Linked DNA regions of Xenopus tropicalis: region 1 is linked to region 2. A link is a contact called in public Hi-C data. All regions are on one chromosome and are shown on one strand. Each heading gives the region's core, a stretch centred on a gene start, on an enhancer-like site or on the middle of the called end of the contact. The rest is flanking DNA. Distances are from core to core; before and after follow the strand shown. Region 1 holds the start of bola1 (bolA-like protein 1). Region 2 holds the start of hjv (hemojuvelin).

The links. Hi-C and Micro-C count contacts between places; a contact is called where the count stands out from the background.
Region 1: a Hi-C map of neurula embryo shows a contact between it and region 2, with 4 times the contacts expected there. The contact joins the promoter of bola1 here to the promoter of hjv in region 2. A contact is called at or near these places in 4 of 5 Hi-C or Micro-C datasets (brain, gastrula embryo, neurula embryo and 1 more).

What each region holds. Positions count from the first base shown.
Region 1 is chr8:128,791,896-128,797,077 of UCB_Xtro_10.0, forward strand. It overlaps bola1 (bolA-like protein 1), which reads left to right and starts at 1,344. Exons shown (of 2, transcript XM_012969620.3): 1 at 1,344-1,455; 2 at 3,135-3,824. The coding sequence starts at 3,144. The coding sequence ends at 3,587. LOC116407059 (a long non-coding RNA gene) reads right to left here and starts at 1,233. Exons shown (of 3, transcript XR_004220032.1): 1 at 1,140-1,233.
Region 2 is chr8:128,574,853-128,580,484 of UCB_Xtro_10.0, forward strand. hjv (hemojuvelin) reads right to left here and starts at 3,114. Exons shown (of 4, transcript XM_002938475.3): 1 at 2,736-3,114.

The sequences.
Region 1 (5,182 bases), core at 94-2,593, 220 kb after region 2:
GCAGGACAAGATGGCGACGGGAGGGCAAGATGGCAGCAGCAGGACAAGATGGCCGCAGCAGGGCAAGATGGCAGCGACAGGGCAAGATGGCAGAAGCAGGGCAAGATGGCAGTGGCAGGGCAAGATGGTGACAGCAGGACAAGATGGCAGCGGCAGGGCAAGATGGCAGCAGTAGAACAAGATGGCAGCTGCAGGGCAAGATGGCGACGGCAGGACAAGATGGCGACAGCAGGGCAAGAAGGCAGCAGTAACACTGCCCAATTGGCTGGCCTTCATCGAAGGTAGAGATATTTTGCTCACATCACTTGATATAAAAAAAAAACTTAGGTTTTCTCTGTTAAGATGAGTTATAATAAGTATATTTATAGTCAAAATGTGTAATTCCTAGTGTTAATAAGCAACTCAAACCCCATATACCATAATGGCTAATGGCAGGTTAGGCCATAGGAAATATTATTGGTAATATTATATTCCTAATGTGGGTCCAGGCAGATTTCAGCGTAATTGTCCCCAATCCATTTGTCTCCTTCTTTAAAAACCAATGTTGACACGAACGAAACCTTTTTAGGAAACCACAAAGCCCCAAAATCATAATACTTGACCCTAAAAACAGTTTGGCTATTCATTATTTTGCCCCTGAGCTGAGAATGGTTCAGTCCAAAAGTGTCAGTCCAGATTTGTACAGCGCTGCGGAACATGTTGGCGCTTTATAAATAAATGTTAATAATAATAATAACAGTCTCCTGTTGGGTTCTGGGAGTTGCAGTTCACTAAGGTATGGAGCCTGCAGACCCCTATTCTATAATAGTCCTTTTTTTTTTTTTACCATATTTATCTATATTGATTTTTATTTTATAATTCCTTTAGCCAGGCAAAGCCTAAAGCAAAGCAAGATATAATAACATTAAACTATTACAGCAATTAAGCAACTATAAATGCGAAGCTAATTAACCGCAGAAGAGTAAAAGGTAACCAGACAATTAGCTTATTAGGGCAATAAATGCCGTATCACAGTTAAAAAAAAGCAATGCTGCCCCCTACTGGCCAGAATGTATATTAAAGCGCTTTACTTCTATAGCGTTCAGTAAAATTAAACCAGGTAAAGGCCCCATGAAACGGGATTTCTGTTTTGCAAATACCTCTGTTAAAATACAACAGTTGTGTTACGATGGCAGGGGCCGGGTAAAAACAAAGTTCAAGCTAAGCCCCGCTCCTGTGACAGAAGCAAACACGGCCGCGGGATTTCCTCAAAGGGTTTCAATACAGTGGGATTCTGGGAATTGTAGTTTATTAGCCGCATTAAGGTGAAGAAGGAAGTTGGAGTTACAGCACGGAGGAACTACAATTCCCTACGAGACAGGACGCGTCCTCTGACAGAACGCGGAAATACGCTCTGACCTAAGATTGGCTGTTGACCATAGGATTCCCGGGCCGAACCATACCAGGACGCCTCAGGTACCATAATATTACTGTTATTATTGGCTAATGCCTAGACTCTATACTCTATTCTGTTATCATACCGCTAGGAAGTAACCCATAGCAACCAATCACATTTTTGCTTTCATTGTATTGCCAGCTGGCTGAGCAAATGGAATCACTGATTGGTTGCTAAGGGTAGCTGTCCAGGGGCACAGTGTCAGGGTAGTTTTATTATCAAGATATTGTTTTTTTATTAGGTTACAGACTTGTGACAGTGCAGGGATCATATTTTGTTTCTTCTTCCTCTGTTCCTGGATAGTTATGGGCTGCATTTAGGGTTGCCACCTTTTTTCCCCCAAGTCTGACCAGGCTGCGGTCCAGGGAAGCCAGTGACTTCATAGGGGTGGGAATGGGCACATTGGGGGCAGGGTAGGGTTGCCACATTTCTTGAAAAAAATACCGGCCTTCCTATATTATTATGTTTTTCCCTATTAATAACATTGACATGAAGAATAATTTTTTCCGGCCAGGCCTGTAAAGTACTGGCCAGGTGGTAACTCTAAGGCAGGGTGTGGGTGGATCGGGGCAGGTATGGGCTGATTAGGGGTGGGAAGGACATGGATTACAAATTTACTGGCAATTACATTGCCGTATTACCAACTTGGTGGCAACACTAACTGCATTAAAGGTCCCCATACACTATAAGATCCGCTCGCTTGGCGATGTCGCTAAGCGAGCGGATCTTCACCCGATATCCCCACCTATGGGTGGGCGATATCGGGTAGCAAGGGACTTAAAAAAAAAATAATCCCTGGGGCCAAACGATCGGATTACATTTAAGGTTATGGGGCAGTCGGTTCGGGGACCGCATCAACGAGCCGATGCGGTCCCCGATCCAACTGGATTTTCTAACCTGGCCGATCGAGATCTGCCCAATTTCAGGCCAGATATCGGTCGGCCAGGTCGCTCTGTTCTGCCCATACACGGGCCGATTAGCTGCCGAATCGGTCCAAGGGACCAATATCGGCAGCTATAGTCGGCCCGTGTATGGGGGCCTTAAGTCACGAAAATATTTTGTTGGCCTCCACAGATAGAGCCTCACAAGTAGTCCAAGGGCATTGGCACATGATGCCCATACAAACACTTGTAATTAGAATTGTGGCAGTCGAAGCCTCAGTTGCCTACAGGCCCCACGATCACTCTGAGGTGATTTCCATGAGGGGCAATATTGGCCAAAAGCAATAATAAGCTCACAGTTACACCATGTGCCTTTGCTCACAATGTTTTTAAGCCTGAAATGCAGGGGATCCCCAACCTTTCTTACTCGTGAGCCACAGTCGAATGTAAAAAGACTTGGAGAGCAACACAAGCACCATAAAAGTTCATGGAGGTGCCAAATAAGGGCTAAGATTGGCTATTAGGGGCCTCTATGCACACTATCAGCTTACAGGGGGGCTTTATTTGGTAGGAAATCTTTTTTTTTTATTCAACCAAAACTTGCCCCCAAGTCAGGAATTCAAAAATAACTCCCTGGTTTGGGGGCACTGAGAGCAACATCCAAGGGGTTGGGGAGCAACATGTTGCCCCAGAGCCACTGGTTGGGGATCACTGCTGAAATGGAATCCAAATGCTTTCTGGGTAAGCACACACAAAAATATAGATGTTTCCTACTATGTTCACATATAAGTAACTTGGGATTTCTCTTTGGCCTGTAGCTCCTTCCCATGCTGATGCTACCGTTGAGCCTGCTCCGAACTAAATGCAGGATACCTTGGACACTGGTCACATTGCCGTATTCTAGATCACAGCTTTACATGGAGAGGCCAGTGGAGAACGCTATCCGATCCAAACTGACTGAGACCCTGAAGCCCAGCCACTTGGAGGTGCTGAATGAGAGCTATATGCATGCGGTGCCCAAGGGCTCGGAAACGCACTTTAAGGTGGTGGTGGTGTCGGAGAGCTTCCTCGGCAAGTCTCTGATCCAGAGGCATAGACTGGTGAATGAACTGCTGAAGGACGAGTTAGCTGGTCCTGTTCATGCCTTGTCCATCCAAGCCAAAACCCCTCAACAATGGGAGGAAAACCCTGCCATCAGCAAAAGCCCAGCCTGCATGGGGGGCTCGAAGCATGACCCTGAGATGGGCAGGAAACTTGGCACTCAAGTGTAGATGTGACCCCTCTAATAATGGGAACTTATATGTGAGATAAAGCAAAACATCTGATAACTACATTTTACTATTTCTGTAAAGAACTGTGAAAATTGTTAGATAAACCTGTTTGTGACCAGCTGTGGGCTGCGTACAAAATGGGTGCAGAGCGCTTCTGTACGTTTATGTGGTAGTCAATAATGGGTTACGGTGATGTCCCTGTCAAATGTAGGAATTAAATCATTATGTGCTGATAAATAGTGCTGTGTTTATTTCATATACTGCTTCCTCCCTGTATGCCAGTCTCACATTCTAGTATTGGCATTGTTACAGTTCCTTTTGCAGTGCTCTGAATGCCTCCTGGGGCAATGTATAAATGGAGAAGAAAAGCAACATCCAGTTTGGTGATGTGCAGGCCAGCCTGAAACCTGTGGGCATGCAATTTTAGCGGCGTGTGCGGGCTCCGTCCACAACCCAACCGATTCCTCCAGTGGCTGCCTGCCATTAGCTTATTTATATACTTACATCTGCTTTCCCCCCTTTTCTGACTTTACAGATGGACGGGTCAGGCACAGATATATAAATAATAGGGATGCGCGGAATCCACTATTCTTGGATTTTGCCAAGCCCCGAATCCTTCGTGAAAGAAGGATGTGACAAAAAGTCACGTGATTTTCGGATTTGGTTTGGCCAGGAGCGTGGATTCGGCCAAATTTGAATCCTACTGAAAAAGGCAGAATCCCGAGATTCGCTGCATCCCTAATAAATAATTCCAGCTTGCTGGGTCAGGAGGTGAGTGGGTTACGGTCAGGTGGGTGTCAGCTTTTTGCCAACCCACACATCACTTTTCCTCGCACTGGCCTCTGCCCAGTATGAGACATCAATCGGGAATGTTCCAGTATCCCTTAATTGTGATTTATGAATCTGTAAGCTGGCCATACACCCACAGATGATATTGTACGAAACCTCATTTTGTACGATATTCGGTGCGTGTATCGCTGCTTGAGGAGGCTGTGGATATCGGTCGACTCGTCGATCAGGCACCATTGAAGGCCATTAGGTAAATAATTGAGAAAATGTTTGCTTCATTAGACTTTTGTATGTTTAAAAGTTGGCAAACACTTATAAATCCCTGGCACAATTCTTTTAGGAGCAAAAGCCTATGAAGGTGGCTGGGCATAAATAAATAAAAAAATTGAATGGTTCATCATTCAGGGCAGTAAGCACTGGTAAGGCCAGCTTTATTCTGCTATCGGATATCACAGGGGCATTTAAATGGATTTGGTTTCATGATTTCCTAATATCTTTATTTTCACCCCTAGCACTCTGTGATTTATGTTCTTTAAAATGATTCTCTTATTAACAATATAACATATAATTAACATGCTTGGGTGCTGTAATTGCCTTTCACCCATTCATTTGCAGAGTCCAGTGTAGTGACATCCCCAACCAATGCACACATTGCTTGAAAGCTAAGAAAAAAGGGGTTTTTATTGTCCCACAAACATATATAAGAAAGCAGTATGCTAGATATATCTAAAACTTTTTCCACCTGATTATAACAGTCAATGGCCAGGCCTCACACAGAATTATAAAGTGGATTGCAAGCTATATTT
Region 2 (5,632 bases), core at 1,864-4,363:
TTTATTCCTACATTCACTCGTTTGTGCAAATTCTCGGTGCCTTAAACCAGAAACAGCGTCACCGGCATCAAAATACCTGTTGTAAAGGGGATATAAACCCTGAAATAAAATGACACATTTTCAGTTGTATGAAAGTTATTTTTAAAGGTAATGAGGAGGGCAGCTGACTTCTACTATGTAGTTTTAAGAGTCAGAACCAGCAGTGCAGAAAGAGAGAAATTCTGCTCTTAGTTGCAGACGCCTCTGCAAATATCTTTCAAAATGTTTTAATTTATCTATGTATATATATATATATATATGTGTGTGTATATTGGAAAATTCTTAGAATTACATTTTCTTTTATTTGACAAAATGTGTTTTTGGGTTTATATCTCCTTTATTGTATTTTTTCATTTACTAATACGGGAGAAATATACCCCAGTACAGTAACCCATAGAAACCAATCAGCAATCAGATTTATTCAGGGTACTATGGGTAGTGTAATAAGGGTAAATATCTGATATGTCGATATAAGCAACTGGGCTGCGGCAATCTTCCCCTGTGTTTGTAAATAAGCCCCACTGCTGGAATGCAGGAATTCAGTATGCATTATGACTCTTCCACAATACGTTTGTCCAATTGCCAAACCAATTTAAAATTAAATATGCAGAGTCAAATTTGACTTCATCTTCAACAGGTGAATTTGAAACTATAGTCGGTAAAAAACCCAAGACCTGTTAGTTGCCCATTACAAAGTCACATGACATTAAGGCTTCACGTTTGGTTTGGCTGAATAATAAGAATTTGGCCGAATTGAAATCTTGCAAAAAACCCAGATCTTAAATGAAATCTCTAATTGGTTGGTAAAATCACATTTGGAGTTTCCAAAGTAATGAGCAATGACACGAGGCGCTGCGAGTACCAGTTATAATCCCCGCTGTGCAGCAGTAGGATTTTCATACATACAGCGGGATTTTAATCAAAATCCGTTGCAAAATTAAGAACAAAATGATTGCATTGTACAATGGCTTAGACTTCCCCGCTGCAAATTTTGATAGCTCATAGCCACTGTAAGAAATGCTCGTAAATGGCTTTTTGATACTGAAAATACATATTATATATACGTTGCTATGAACTAAAACGGAAAATTTTGCAACAAAATTCTTTCTGCCGTTGGCTGCATCATAAAATACTTTTGCAATTTTCACTACTTTTCCTAGATGACAAAGTATTTTTTCCATTACAGGTCTGGGATCTGTTATCCGTAAACCTGTTATCCAGAAGTTTCCGAATTACATGGAGGTCATCTCCAATAGACTCAATTTAAGCAAATAATTCACATTTTTATAAATAATTCCCTTTTCTCTGCAATAATAAAACAGTTGCTGTACTTGATCCCAACTAAGATATAATTACCCCTTATTGGGGAAAAACAGTCCTATTGGGTTTATTTCATGTTTAAATGATTCCCTTTTCTCTGTAATAATAAAACAGTACCTGTACTTGATCCCAACTAAGATATAATTACCCCTTATTGGGGGCAGAACAGCCCTATTGGGTTTATTTAATGGTTAAATGATTCCCTTTTCTCTGTAATAATAAAACAGTACCTGTACTTGATCCCAACTAAGATATAATTACCCCTTATTGGGGGCAGAACAGCCCTATTGGGTTTATTTAATGATTAAATGATTCCCTTTTCTCTGTAATAATAAAACAGTACCTGTACTTGATCCCAACTAAGATATAATTACCCCTTATTGGGGGCAGAACAGCCCTATTGGGTTTATTTAATGGTTAAATGATTCCCTTTTCTCTGTAATAATAAAACAGTACCTGTACTTGATCCCAACTAAGATATAATTACCCCTTATTGGGGGCAGAACAGCCCTATTGGGTTTATTTAATGATTAAATGATTCCCTTTTCTCTGTAATAATAAAACAGTACCTGTACTTGATCCCAACTAAGATATAATTACCCCTTATTGGGGGCAGAACAGCCCTATTGGGTTTATTTCATGGTTAAATGATTCCCTTTTCTCTGTAATAATAAAACAGTACCTGTACTTGATCCCAACTAAGATATAATTACCCCTTATTGGGGCAAAACAGTCCTATTGGGTTTATTTAATGATTAAATGATTCCCTTTTCTCTGTAATAATAAAACAGTACCTGTACTTGATCCCAACTAAGATATAATTACCCCTTATTGGGGGCAGAACAGCCCTATTGGGTTTATTTCATGTTTAAATGATTCCCTTTTCTCTGTAATAATAAAACAGTACCTGTACTTGATCCCAACTAAGATATAATTACCCCTTATTGGGGGCAGAACAGCCCTATTGGGTTTATTTCATGGTTAAATGATTCCCTTTTCTCTGTAATAATAAAACAGTACCTGTACTTGATCCCAACTAAGAAATAATTCATCTTTATGGGGGGCAGAACAATACTATCAAGTTTAATTAATATTTAAATGATTATTTAACAGAGTTAAGGCATAGTGATCCAAATTACAGAAAGACCCCTTATCCAGGAAACCCCCAGCTCCTGAGCATTCTGAATAACAGGTACCTGTATTGACTTTTATCACCTTTATCAATTAGGTTGCCGTTAGTTATGCTTTATGCTTCAGACCTTTCCCAAATCAAAAATATAGATGCAATTTTTGGGGGGCAGATCAGGGAATTACAGTGTTTTAAACCAGAATATTGTTTTCTTGTTTCCGGGCTCTGCAAAGAACTTGAGACTTACCTTGGCTTCAGTAGGGCGAGAGCGTTCCTCACTTGTCCATATTGCCCTCTGCTGAGGGTGCATGTCCCAGGCGGAGACAGGCCCTATGCTCTATCTCATCCTGTCCCACTCAAGCAGTTCCAAAACCATTCAGACTTTGAGCAGAATGGGATACAAAGCAGTCCCTCCGGCTGCACCCAGGCTGTGTGCCCTGAGCTCTGCACTGACACCACCTTTTTTTAGAGGGTGGGTGCAGTTTTTCTCAGAGGGGCTCTGCAGATACCACAGGGGAGATAAATCAATAGACATTGGCACCTGCTTCCTACTCAACAACTGCGTATGGCAGCTCTCTCCTGGCCTCTCCGCACAGCTCTGTACATATGTTCCTGGCTGGATGGGAGAAGTGCAGGGTGTGGGAGAGGGAAGGGGAGAAAGGAAAGGAGGGGAGGGAGAAAGAGGGGTCTAAAAAAAGATCGAAACAGATGTAGCGAGAGCCAGCATGCTCAATATGTCAAACCTTCCTACAGCAGGGACGCAAGCGCCGCACATGACATTTGGGAATCAGCAGCGTTAAAAAAAATAGGGAATCAGATATGGACCCGCAGCTCCGGGAAATGGGAGGGATCGGGGGGGAAAGAACTCTTACGGAAAATAAAATTTACTTTATTCACCTTAAGGGCAGTGACACACGGAGAGATTAGTCGACCCGCGACAAATCTTTGTTGTCGCGGGCGACAAATCTTCCCGCAATGCCATCCCACCGGCTAGAATGTAAGTCGCCCGTGGGATAGCGATTTGCCGAAGTCGCCGAAGTTGCCTTGAGAAACTTATTCTTATCTGCTCTCCAAGTATCACTTTTCCTTTAGGCTTACTGGCACTTACAGGGTTAAACCACTTGTTCTGCTGAAGGCAGGCTGCAGTGGGTCTCAGCTGACAGATACAGCCTGCCCATCGTTGGGGTTGGATTGTGGGCACTTACTGTATGCCAGGTAGATGCATGCCTATACTGAAGCCATGGAGCAACCGTATGTAATAAACATTAACAAAGGACACACAGATAGTACATTATTCGTTTATTCTAATTTAGATAATCGAATAAAATCGTTGATCTGGTCATATCATATAGGATAAGTAAACCTGTAACAAAAAGTTTATTGTAAAATTGCTCAGGGTGCTTTTTAATGCTCTTTTTCAATTTACATTCATTATTTTTTTCAGTTTCAGAGCTATTTAAGTTTTTATTAACAACCAATATAATGAACTGTGTAACAGCACCACCTGCTGGTCAGTTCCGGTAACTGTACAGACAGAGAGATATACCTTCAGGAGGAAAACAGAGAAGGGTTCTAATGTTGCTCTGCTCAGGAAAGAGATCAGAAGCCTCAGATGCCCATTTCCATCTCCTTCCGGAGCAGAACAGAAGATTTCATTGCGGTTATAGACTGTGGATGGTGGCCAGGGCTGGATTCACAATCAGATGGATGGAACTGCAACTCCCTGCTTCTTTGCAAGAAAAGGTCCAACATTCACATCTGGAAGCCCCAAAACAGGGCACATAAAAGTAGATTGACGTCAGTTTCGTTGCCAGTCCTTTGCCCCCTAGCTGACAGTCCAGGGCAGTGCACCTGAGCCCTATGCCTACTTATGTGAACTACTTATTTGCACCTTCTAGTAGGGGTCATTTATTAAGTGCAGGGCAGGGTGCAAAGGGCACAGAATGGGCACAGTCCACCAGGTTTTCTGTCCTTTGCCCCCTATAAAGAAATGTATGCAGGTCTCCAAAATGGAGCAAGAAGATCTGCTTATTCATGAGGGGTGGGCCTGGGGGAGGCATCTAGATGTACCCCTCATCCCCTATGCCCTAATATGCACATGATTCAAAAGTGCAAGTTAGGGAACCCCCTATGGCAGCCAGTATGGACAGGCTTAGCTCCTTGTACCAGAGTTAATTAGCCGGACACTAGTGCGCCCCCTAGTGTTCTTGCACTTGCATCTGGGGTCTTTTAAATGATTTTTTTTCTATTTCTGTTTTTGACTTAGCCAAGCTTTATAATTCTCATTCTGCTACCCAAATCAGGCACTGGTCTCTCCAGGCAGCAGTACAGTCTTATAAATTCTGGGTAACTGTCTCTGGTCTTTTAAGATGATTGCTCCTATCCAAAGTCTGTATTTAGAATCTGTATAGTGAAACAATAGGGCAACGCTGCAGAAAGGAAGTAGACACAGGAGCTTGAGTACCAGGAAATGTCCTCCCCCCAGGTAAGTGACCATAACCTTTCCAGAAGGATAAAGGTAAATAAGTTTCCCCACTTCTACTAATGATATTAAAGGGAAACATTCTTAAATGATCCCTTTACATTTATAGATAACGGAAATGATAAAAAGATGGCTGCTAATGGTGTTGCTCCCCTAGTGTCTATAAAATGATAATGGCTGCTGGTTCTGCCTTTGTGATTTCCATTATTTCTGAAATCTCCTCCTGAAGTCCTCACATGGGTCTGATAATAGTTTTATTATAAGCCACCAGGGTGCATGGCCTAATGGGAGCGGCAGGGTGGGCAACCAGATGTGGCCTGGTATGGATACACCCAAAGTGCAAGCGGAATATCCCCCTAGGCCCCACATAAACTGTACAGAGAGTCCATGACACTACTTCTAGGCTAGCATTGATCTTTTAAGTACATTTGTGACACTGTTCCACGTTGATTGGATTCTATCACTGCCATACTGGGCTCCAAGAACACATTCGGCCTGCCTGATTATTACATTATGTGTGTATTGCAGGGTGCCGAGAAAGTGTTCTGTCGGCCACGCGTGGTCCTGCCGAGGTACAGTTAGCTCTTTCCATGGGTGGGGCACCATCAACTGCCAGCTGCAATGGTGTGACATGACTCCTGAACCCCAACACTTTCCCCTGC